2 separate regions of the Lactuca sativa genome follow, and region 2 is linked to region 1. A link is a contact called in public Hi-C data. All regions are on one chromosome and are shown on one strand. Each heading gives the region's core, a stretch centred on a gene start, on an enhancer-like site or on the middle of the called end of the contact. The rest is flanking DNA. Distances are from core to core; before and after follow the strand shown.

Evidence for each region. Hi-C and Micro-C count contacts between places; a contact is called where the count stands out from the background.
Region 2: a contact with region 1 is called in a Hi-C map of leaf, with 4 times the contacts expected there. The contact joins the promoter of LOC111886524 here to the promoter of LOC111886478 in region 1. A contact is called at or near these places in 3 of 4 Hi-C or Micro-C datasets (leaf and seed).

The regions. Positions count from the first base shown.
Region 1 is chr3:11,296,595-11,302,792 of Lsat_Salinas_v11, reverse strand. LOC111886478 (ubiquitin-conjugating enzyme E2-23 kDa) reads left to right here and starts at 3,248. Exons shown (of 6, transcript XM_023882724.2): 1 at 3,248-3,518; 2 at 3,633-3,712; 3 at 4,464-4,578; 4 at 4,655-4,707; 5 at 4,799-4,927; 6 at 5,171-5,480. The coding sequence starts at 3,475. The coding sequence ends at 5,301. It overlaps LOC111886492, which reads left to right and starts at 1,796. Exons shown (of 2, transcript XM_023882746.2): 1 at 1,796-2,029; 2 at 2,120-2,431. The coding sequence starts at 1,796. The coding sequence ends at 2,431.
Region 2 is chr3:11,427,533-11,433,730 of Lsat_Salinas_v11, reverse strand. It overlaps LOC111886524 (probable E3 ubiquitin-protein ligase RHB1A), which reads left to right and starts at 2,792. Exons shown (of 5, transcript XM_023882779.2): 1 at 2,792-2,946; 2 at 3,623-3,737; 3 at 3,811-4,192; 4 at 4,267-4,376; 5 at 4,699-4,888. The coding sequence starts at 3,672. The coding sequence ends at 4,731.

The DNA.
Region 1 (6,198 bases), core at 1,999-4,498:
ATAGGCGTACGCCCAGCGTAGTGGGTCTGTGTCCCGTTTCCTTTTCGCGATCAGCGTTGTACGCCTAGTGTACCAAGGAGGGTACGCCTAGCGTACTCCCTCTGTTGGGTTTTCTTTTTGGGCTGCTGGATTTTGGGCCGTGACTGGACATTATAGATGGAGTATTGTGGACTCATTAATTATTATGGACCATGGGTCTAGGCCCATTTGGTGAGGTGGGCCCAATTTAGTAAATTGGGCCCATATTGGGCTTTGCTTCGGACTTTTGGTCTTTGGGCCATTAGTGGGCTTGAGAGCTTATATAGTGTTGGGCCTTTCATAAATTGATTGTGGGCCTTAGTCATGGGCCGGATTGAGTTAAGGGGTAAATTGGTCAATTTACCCTTAGAAGGATATTGTACTTGATCTAATGATTGTTTTGCTGCTTCGGATAGTTCGGGATTTTCGGTGAGGCGGTGATTCGGGAATCCGCTTCTTCAGTTCAGATTTTCGACAGTTGCGAGGTGAGTTATCCTCACTATATCAACAGGGTCTAAGGCACCAAGGCCGGCCCTTTATCGGATTGAGATCCGGGTGTTTGTTGTTATGTTATTGCTTTGATATGTTTGCATCCTGGTAGCTAGGATGGTATATGTTAGAGACTTGGTTAAGGTCGGTATCCTGGTATTTAGGATGATGCTATGCTAGTGACCGGTTAGGTTGGTATCCTGATTAGGATGATGATATGTTATGTGATCTGCTAGATCGGCGTGTTGACTGTGAATTGTTATATGATTGTATGTTTATGTGCACATGGTTCTTGGACTAGGGTTGGGTTGAGGCGGGTCCTGCCTTGTGCTGTAGGCCAAGATACCCAGGGCGGACCGGTTATTCCGAAGGTCCAGCGAGCGGTCCAGATAGGCTGTAGGCCCCAAGAGGGCGGACCAGACGTGCCGAGGCTCGGAGAGAGGACCAGGCCGATTGAAGGCCCGGTGCGGGCGGACCAGTCATACTGTAGACTCAGAGAGTGGACCAGGTGGATTGAAGGTCTGGTGCGGGCGGATCAATCACACTGCAGACTCGATGTATATGGCTAGATTCGGAGGGTGGACCAGGTGGACTGTTGGCCGGTGCGGCGGACCAGTCACATAGTAGACCCGAAGTGCATGGCTGTTCTGTGTTCTGATATGATATGGCATGTTATGCGTGTATGGTATATGTGGTTGGTATTTTGGGGGTATCTCACTAAGCTTTCGGGCTTACAGTTGTGGTTTAATGTTTTTCAGGTTCTTCAGGAGACCGTGACAAGGCAAAGGCATGACCGTACCACTCTTCTTGATTGTGTTTTATGATGTGGTTCTGGGAAGACTCTGATAATAATTGTATTGAAAACATTTTTGTAATAACATTATGAAAATGGGTTGTTTTTGAAAAGTTAAAAATTTGTTTAAATTTTTTTTGGTCGTTACAGATGTTAAATAGAAATCGTGAGGAAGGACACGAACATCTATATCGTGATTACTTTGCGGATAATTATGTATACGGGTCGAAAGACTTCAAAAGAATATTTCGTTTGAGTAGGGATGTGTTCCTACAGATCGCCAACGCCTTGAAAAGCCGGCATCGCTTCTTTATTATACTTTTATACAAAAAAATCTAGTACATGTTTCTTTAATTTTACAACATATACAATATATTTTTAAACTGTAGTTAATATATGTTTAGGTATGAAATTTTCCAATTGAGATATGACGCTAGAGGTAGACGAGGGTTTACAACTTTACATAAATGTGTTGCGGCCATTCGTTTGATGGCTATGGGGGAGTCACCCGACACCATGGATGACTATATGATAATGTCCGAAAGAACCGCAAGGGAGAGTTTGTATACATTGTCAAGGGGTGTTGTTGAAACATTTGGAGACGTGTATTTGCGGAAACCTTCGTTGCATGATTTTCAAGAATTGTATGCAACGCATGAAGAGCGCCATGGGTTTCTCGGAATGATCGAAAGCATTGATTGCACACACTGGAAATGGAAAAATTGTCCGGTAGCATGGAAAGGGCAATACGCAAGTGGTCATCACGGATAACCTTCGTTGGTTTTAGAGGCTGTTGCTTCTCAAGATTTATGGATTTAGCATGCATTTTTTGGGGTTGCGGGTTCCAACAACGACGTCAACGTTCTTGATCAGTCGTCAATATTCGACGATCTTTTTAATGGAAAAGCCTCAGATGCTCCTTTCACAGTGAATGGAAACGAATACAAATATGGATATTACCTTACAGATGGAATCTATCCTCAGTATTCTACATTCGTGAAGGCATTCCGCCACCCGGTTGAAAAACGAGATAAAGTTTTTAAGAGAAAACAAGAAGGAGCACGTGAGGATGTGGAACGTGCTTTTGGAGTGTTGAGGGCGAAGTGGCATATAGTCGAACATCCAGCATGACCATTGGATTTAGAAACTTTACGATATATCATGTATGCATGTATCATAATGCATTACATGGTAGTAGAAGATAAATGGCGAAATATTGCACACTATATGCCAACGGAGCCTAGACACGTTCAGTTTCAATCAGGAACAGTAGATTATTTGCATCGCGTTGTTGACATTCATGACGCAAATAAACACAGACAACTTCGAGAAGACTTGACGGATTATATATTCTATGGTAACAATGACGATAATGAATAGCGTTGTATTTTTTTTTTTTTGAATTTAGATGTTATATTTTTTTTTTGAATTTGGATGTTAAGTGTAATTTAATCTCTATGTTAATTTTAATCTTTAAAAATTATTATACGTTATTTATAATTTTTAAACATTATGTTTTATTTATTATGTTATATTTAAAAAATATTTGTCTAAATTAAAAAAAAAATTAGAAAAAAAATACAAAATAAATTATAAAATGGAAAAAAAAAGTTGTCATAACAAGATACAACATGGTGACAATTTCCCCACTTGGTGTTATAATACCATTGATGATGTGGCATGTGATGTGACACCAAAATGATGTTACACCAAAATGATGTTACATCTAGTTGCCCACATCTAGTGCTCTAACGTATTATCCCCTAATAAATATTAGAAGTAATTTAGGTGTAATCATGTAATTAAAAAATCTTGTTTGTTTTTTGCAAAATATATTGAAAAAAAATTCATATAAACGTAGCGGTGACTTTATCTCTGTTTATTTTTAGATTTAAAAAAAAAAAATCCTTTTATTATTTTATCGACAAAGTGATGATCTGATCGTATGCTTCTTTGGAGATTAAAAAAGAATCTACTCAGTCCTGCTTTCACTCATTGATTGTCTGAACCGCCTTCATTTTTCTCTCTCTTTCTCAAAGAATCCTCATCTCTCTTCCCCGCACGCCATCCACCACCCAAAAACACTCAAAACACATCCTCAATCTGCAAATTACTTTCATCAAAATCACTAACGAACCAATACATCATATCTTATATTCCTATTAACTAAAAAAATGTCTTCACCGAGCAAGCGACGGGAGATGGATTTGATGAAGCTGTAATTCAACGAATTCAACCACTTAAATTTCTTTTACTTTTTTTTTTCCTCTGGGTATATTTGTTCAAGAATCTCAACTTATTGCTTTTTTTTTTGATTCATCTCGTGAATTAGGATGATGGGTGATTATAAAGTAGATATGATCAATGATGGTATGCAAGAGTTTTATGTACAGTTTCATGGACCAAAAGACAGTACGTTTCATATCCATCTGTTTCTGCTATTATTTTGCTTTTCTGATATATATGAACGAAAATCTCCTTATTTTTCAGTTGATTTGATTGTAAAACTTTATGGGTATTCATCTGAACATAAAGTAGATGAAAAAAAAATGTTATCTTTGTGGGTATATCATGTTACTTTTGGTTCTGTTATTCCATTGTGTTGACATGTTGCTCGCATAGTTGAAACCCCATAAATTTGTGTTCAGTGTTGGGTTAAATGAACCTAATTGAATCCCTTCAGGAATTTATGTGTTTTATGTTCTTTATTTATCAATTCGATTCCACTTTCCCAAGTTCGCAATGATCAGGGATTAAAATATGGGTCCAGGGTCCTTTGTCTCATTATACACTTAACATTACTGTTATGTTGATACAATATCTTTTTGTTATGCAAATTGGACTATGATTTAGACAATAGCTCGATCAAATTTTTTACAAAATGGTTATGTGACGATTTTTGATGCCTTGTTTTTCTAGCGTACTCTTTGTAACCAAGTTGGATGTACGCAAATTGTTGAACCATGTAAATATTGTGTGTTTTTGTTGAGTCATGTGAACATTGTGTTCGTGTGATCTTTTGTCCCTTGCAAATTAATCATAATGCTGATATAATCTTGAGTTCTTTCTCTTTACATGACTATCCCACTTCCCGAAATTTATGATTAATTGTCAAAACTGCAATAAAAGATTTAGTTATTATTGACCATTGATGATGTGTCAGGTCCTTATGATGGAGGTGTTTGGAGAATAAGGGTGGAGCTACCTGATGCATATCCATACAAATCTCCTTCAATTGGTTTCATCAACAAAATCTACCATCCAAATGTGGATGAAATGTGAGCTTCTTTAGCTCTAATTACAGTGGTTTGCCAAAAATTAATTATTGTCAACAACAAATGTGACTTTTTGCAGGTCGGGATCGGTTTGTTTAGATGTTATTAATCAGACATGGAGCCCGATGTTTGGTAAATCAACTTATCACCATTGTTATGTGTTCTATTTTACAATTTACAAATTTTTTTTGGTGATTAATGAATTATTGTCTCTAATCTGCAGATCTTGTGAATGTGTTTGAAGTGTTTCTTCCTCAGCTTCTTTTGTACCCGAATCCATCTGATCCCTTAAATGGAGATGCTGCAGCACTAATGATGAGAGACAGAACTGCATATGAACAAAAAGTTAAAGGTAAGTACAAAATCAATTGAGCGGAAATCTTCCCATAATTAACAAATGCTGATAGTATTGATTTTTGGTCTCTAATGATCGAGGGTATTTTGCCTTAAAGCGAAAGAGTACATTACGATGACAAAGGGTAAAACTGTAATTATAATATAGATTATAGGCATACGTATAAACTATAAAAGTAGGGTCCCTAAAAATAAAATTGGAAGTGGGTGAATTGAAGATTTGTGTTTAATTTGTTATCAGAGTACTGTGAGAGATATGCAAAGCCAGAGGATGCTGGAGCTGTGCCTGAAGAGCAATCGAGTGATGAGGAACTGAGTGAAGCTGAATACGCGTCTAGTGATGAAGAAGTAGCTGGAAAAGCCGACCCTTGAATGCATTTGTTTCATGTTCATGTTCCTATGTACATCGTAACTAGTCTTTTTAAGTTTTAAAAAAAAAAAAAAAACATTTAGCCCTCTAAAGGCAATTTGCTGGAATAATTCATGTAAAAACTTGTGTCTTTTGTAACATTTGTTGTTTATATTTGATTAATTCTAAAGTTTCTGTGTCAGATGCTATGCGGTTTGTTTTCCGGAACATTGTGACATTTAATTGCTTAAAATGAAAAATGTTTTTTTTTCGTACAAGTTATAACTTCACAAGTCACAACCTCTACTTTTAATTGCATAAAGTGGAAATGTATTTTTCGTCCAAGTTATAATCTAGTCGCTGAGAGGGAAAAAGGCTTCAACTTTGAAAAGTTATCATATTTTGCTTTATTACTCTCTTTTGTTGATTTTGATGAAGTCATCGTCGTATCAAAAACGTGATTCACATTTTAAGTCGCTTTATGTTGCTGATTTCATTGAAAGTCCTTGAACCAAAAGTGAGGTCTGCAATGCAAGTATAGTCTTGATCTATTATTGTAAAAGTTACGATAAATACCATGTTGCACCGAAAGTGGAGTAAAAAAGTTTATATCTCGAAGATTATGACAGAAAACTTAAACCTTGGGAGATGACGAAGACTCTCGAGGACGAGTCTTTTCGGATAGGGAAGTATTATGAGGCCTGGATCTTCATAGGACAAGCAAACTAACCTTTGTGTTTTTGAGTTTAATAAAGAAAAAGAGGGGAAAGAAATAGAGTAAAATAGAAAGATATATTGTATTGATGTGAGTTTGAGTTTGAAAGAAAAGAAAGGAAAACCATGATTTTGGACTCATTTAATGATGGAGGGCAAACGTATTTGAGATGCATTAAAAAATCGTGATTATGAAAGGTGAAATT
Region 2 (6,198 bases), core at 1,543-4,042, 130 kb before region 1:
ACAACACTATATAAGCTTAGGTACACAATCCATATATAATATGTCGTTTTGCATAATATTTTCATTTGTAATCATTCACGGTTCTTAATTTTCAACCCAACTTGATTTGTTTCGAAATTTTTTGAAAATTTGTTATTTATGTATCCCTTGCATCTTTTTCATTTTCATTTGTAGTAAATATAACCATATAGTTTTTCGACAAAAGACGTAACGTATGAGGAAAATAAAAGTGAACGTCATAAATGTTTTGATGTAAATCAAGTTATGTGTTGAAGTTTAAGAGGCTTTGACGATTACAAATGCAAATATGATATAAAATAACGTAATATGATGGAGTTAGGTACCTAAGCTTATGTAGTATTGTAAGATATATTCATTTTCCTCATATATATATATATATATATATATATATATATATATATATATATATATATATATATATATATATATATATATATATATATAGGAGAGAGAGAGAGAGAGAGAGAGAGAGAAAATTGCAAGAATGGTTCATGAGGTATGCCAAAAATTGTCATTTCGGGCCAAACAAGTTTAGAGTAACAAAAATGGTCTAGAAGTTTCCATTTTATTGCGAGTTTGGTTAATTTTGGTTTATTTTTTACATATAATGGCGATTTTGCCCTTTATATATATATATATATATATATATTTTTTTTTTTTCATTTTTTTACAGAAATAAAAAAAAGAAAATGAAAATGAAAATACTCTCTCTCTCTCTCTCTCTCTCTTATGTTATCCATCATAGACACATCTTCTTCTTTCTCAAGAACACTCAAGAACATCTTTCACCACCACCACACTGTTCTACCGCCGTCTGCCACCACCACAGTCGCCACCTAATAAATAATGTTTTACACAAATGGTTGGTAATGTATTTTGGATTATCATATGCACCTAGCATTTTAATACAACTGATGACCCAGGTGTCATGCCCATTTATTGAGAAAATTGTAGTCATTTACTTTTGACAACATTCTGATCTTAAACCAAAGAGAGAAGGAACACCAAGAACATTTGTGAGACATATATAGTACATTACAATAAAATGAATAGTATGTTTTTCTAAAAAATGTAGTATTTTACATGTCTTCATCAGTACCTACAAGAACTTGGGAAGACGTATCCATAAACTTTATTTTTAATCTTCCAAGGAATCAATGAGGAGTAGCTCGATTCTCAAAGATGTCACTCTTTGTATTGTTCAAGAAATCTTCTGATCGTGTTAATGGTACTAAAATTTTCTTTCAGGAAATTTCCCTGCCAACATAGCATCCCTAAATAAATCACCTCTTACTGGTATACAAGTATAATAAGTTTCTATCTCATGTCTACATAGTGTCCTTAAATCAATCATGTCTGACCGGTATACAAATATGATAAGTTTCTATCTCATGTTTGGCTAACTCTATGTCGATGTTTTGAAATATAATCAAACTTCAACAACACTACCATTCACAATCAGTTGGGGAAATTGAAGTTGTTAATTGTACCCATGGAAACATGATCTGATGTTTGTGTGAGCATAAGCAAAATATAGGTTATGTAACCTTAACACACATTGAATTTGCGTAATTAGTATTATATACAACTCTATTAGAATCTCACTGTTTGCTCACGACGTATAGTGGAAACCCCACAAAGATGTGGAGGAGAAGATTTCCCAAACGGATGCTAACAACAACACAATGCCAATCGTCGCAAAAAAGAAAAAAAAAAATCCCAATTTAGACCATCAAATTTGATTTCCCCATATTTCTTTATTTTGTTTTATTTCATTTCTATGAAGGAATATTTGAATATCATAGTATATGATCTTTAAATGTTTATTTATGTGATTAATTTGGAGAACTTAATTTTGACTTGAATTTTCAAAAATTTGATACATTTATCAAATGGATTTGCGCTTCCCGAAGGGAAGGAGAATGGTCCCAAAATATCAGTTTATTAGTTACTTGATACTTTGATAGTCAGACACCAATTAGCGAATTGTTGTTCGAAACGTCAAAGTATATATTCTTGTTTACATACTCTTGTGAAACTACTATAATCGAATTATGCAACTAAATGACACCACATGATTAATATCCAATAATCTGACTAATTTTTGTTGTAATACGTTGTAGATATGTTTCCCTAATGATTTACAAAACATATAAAAAAATCGTGAAATAACGTAATTCCCATATTATCACGTGTTTTGTAGCTACACTTTGATTTGTAATATTTTGGGTCAATGGTGATAGTATTTTCTTTTAAACTACAAAATTGGTTGTAGTTGAAATTTTAACATAATTACTATTTCACGAAAGTAGAATAAATACACAGAATTGTAACGACTTTTTGCAAAATCACATGATGCATATACATGTGACGTTCACAAAATAAAAGATCGATCTATAATAGTAGCATCTTACAAGACTACATTCACAATATAAATGCTCAATGTATATATATATATATATATATATATATATATATATATATATATATATATATATATATATATATATATATATATATATATATATATATATATATATATAAAATTATTTTTTTAATTAATATTAATATTCCTTTACATTTTTTGTTATATGATTAGCCCTACACACCAATCAATTAACCCAAGTTAGAAGTGGTCCTAGAGAAGCGCGTGGATATTGAGGCGAGGTTGTTAAAAGTCAGTAACCCAACCTGGCTTTTGATTTTTCTTTATGAAAAGAATTCCACACGCGTCACAACCACATTTGACGAGTATCCAGGTATCTATTCTCTTTTAAACTATCCCATTAAAATATTCATTTTCCCACTTATTTTCTATTGTTTTTCAAATTCCTTCATTACACGGAATCCCACACCATTTCCATTTCGTCTCTCCCGCTGAGCCGAAACCACACGACTCCACCCGATTCAATCCCTCAAGTTTAGGTACGCACTGTCATAAAAGCGTCTTACTGTGTCTGTGTATGTTTTTGGTGTTCATTAATCTGGGAAAACTTAATTACCTAATGTTTTCATAGTGTAATTCTGTCAGAATCGGGTTTGATTTTGAGCTACTGGTTGCTTTGTTTGATTGCAGGGTGAAGTTATTTTAGGGTCTGGTTTTGGTTATTGGTTATGTCCACATGGACAACAATTCAGAAAGGTTTTTATGTGTTTACGATTTTGCATTGAGTCGGTGTGTATTTTAGTTCATCTGTATCGATTATATATTGATCGTGATCTACGAAGATGAGTAAAAGTAGCAGGTGTATATCGAATTAAGCGTGAATGATTAATTAATTTGAATTTTTCCTACTGTTAGAGTGATCAGATGCTGTAGGATGATCAGGAAATTGGATTTACGAAAGCTGTTAGATTAATCATGATCTGTATGATCTCTCTGTGTGTTTACCTTCATGGTTTTTACTTTCCTTAGTTTGCTAAGGGATAACTAGTGATTTCTTATTGAACTTCAAACGCTCTTAGTTGTTACTTTGCAACTCTGTTACATAATCGACATATAATAAATACTTATTTCCATGGATATAAGGATCTGTTTATTTGATCATTGTTATGCAACCCTTCATGAAATTCTACTGATACACAGTTTCCTTTGCTACAGAACAGAAAGCCATGAGAAGTACTTGGATCATACACACAAGTGAATAAATATGGGAGGCTGCTGTTGTTGTTCTTCAAACCGTGTAGAATGGAACAATTCACCCCGATTATATCATGTTAGTGAAGTCTTTTCTCTTGTACCTTGATCCCTCTGTTTTTCTATTTCCAATTTTTCCATTTCTTGTACAGTATCCAGTAGTATCAGAGGATCGGCAGCCATTATCAGCACACAGTGGTGTAGCTTCTGTTGTTCCTACAGGGCTTTTAGTTGATACAAATCTTGATACTTCCATACCAGACACTTACAGACACCCACCAGCACCTTTACCATATGAAGCAATTGTTGGGGATCCTCAAACTCAAACTCCTCCTGTGCAAACAAATTGTTCTGACCCTATTGAAGATATAAAAATCAGTAATCATGGTGAAAATCTGGCTAAGGAAACCATGGAATCTGATTGCAAAGACCAAATTGATATCAAACTTGTTGCTACTGAAGAAGACGATGGCGAAGTCAAGAAGTCAAATGCACCTTTTGTAGCCCCTGAGGAGTGTCCTACATGTCTTGAAGGTAAATGCTTATATTAATCAAATCTATTGCTTCGAGATTATGGAAGCGTTTTAATTTCTTTTTCTTCTATGCAGAATATGACGAAGAAAATCCAAAAATAGTCACGAAATGCGAGCATCATTTTCACTTGTCGTGCATTCTTGAATGGATGGAAAGAAGTAATACGTGCCCTGTGTGCGATCAGGTTACTCCAAATTTCAATTTCAACAATTTTCATATGGTATTCAAGAACGTTTTAATTCGGAGAAATAGTTTTAAGAAAAATTGTTGTTGATATATGATAAATATCGAAAATACCCTTTGGCAAATACAAGAAATTCCAGGGTCCAAATCAATACCATTTATTTATCATGAAAACTTTGGGCAAAAAAAAAGTTTTTGTTTGTATTGTTCCTTTTTGTGATAAAAACCTTTCAAAGTGAACATGTGAAGCCTACAAACAAAGTACAATTATTATTATTTATATTGTTTTTATTCTGATTAACTTTGTGTCATCTATCGTCCAGATAATGGAACTCAACTTTCCGATCAATGACTAGCGGTGGAGTATTCATTTGTAGTATTAGTTTCAAACATAGTTAGGTCTCATATTTTTAATTCTTTTTTATTTTTTTTTTATTTTTGTTATTTGGATGCATAGTATCTTTTGTTAATTCCACTGGAAATAAAAATAGAATATACGAACTTGAAAGGCAATACCCACATGGATATTTTCCGTAACAAATGACATATAAGGACCATATATATGATTAGAAAAAAAAAAAAAAAAAAGTTGATCCACCAGTGCAACAATTACAGGGACCATTTCTGTAATTTACTCTTTAATCTATAATTATTCATACTACTAATGCTTAAGATTGAAAAAGTCATTAATTATGAATTTATTTTGACGCTATCTTAGTAAATGCTAGGCTATGATGTGGTGCAGTTTAGAGTTAAAAATGCAAACTGCCTAGCATAATTGGTTTGACAAAATTACAAAACCGAGTGCACAAAAAATGTAAACCGCGTAATGTATTGTTATATTTATAGAGTCTATTGATGATAGGTGCATTGAAAGCGCATTAGACTTCAATGAAATGAATCTTGTCATCTTGATATTGCTAAAAATGAAATGGGGTGTTCAAGAATCAATAATATTGATAAAAAAAAAAAAGCTGAAGAATTTGGTAAATTGAATAAAGTGGACGTTTCAAGGATCAAAAGTGATGAAGACAAAAGAGTTGTGTTGTGTCCTATGAATCTATTTCATATCCATCCCGACAATGATGCAAAGAACAATGACAATAATACCATGATCTTTGTCAAGATTGTGGTATTATTGAATTCAAAATTTAACAATAAATTTTGGTATTATTAAGTTTATCATTCTTGAATATGAATCTATTTCATAACCATCTGACAATAATACCATGAATTCAAAATTTGACAATAATTTGAATTCAAAATTTATCATTCTCGAACATGCTGCCAAAAATCCTCATGATGTTGCGTTTGGAAGCATACCAAATAGTTCTAAATGGAAGAAATATAGGAGCAATGAAGTTTGGCTGTTAATTACTTCGATAGGTTCTTGATTAAACCTCCTCTTCATTCCCAGAAAAATAGCCATTTGTTATGCAGAAATTCTCTAAGGGTTGGTTTGATAACATCTGTGGGTTTGTGACGTTGCTGAGAGCAAGGAAAACCCATTTCGCCATTATTATATTTCACTTCCATTAAACCTCTTCTTAACTCTAATAATTTATAGAGAAACCTGAGGTCTAAACTCTAAACACATTGGAGACGGATGCCAAGAGCCCAAGAGGAAGAAGGAATCTTGTCTTAAGAAACTCGAGAAAATGATAGACGAAGAAAAAGTAGGTGGGGAGAAAACTACTATAAGGAAATGAAGAAAAAAAAAAAAGATGGAGAAACCGACTTATATCAAAAACAAAAATTAATTGACAAGATATAATAACGGTAAAAGGTAATTTCATATCCATTTAACTTCTTCATCAACAACA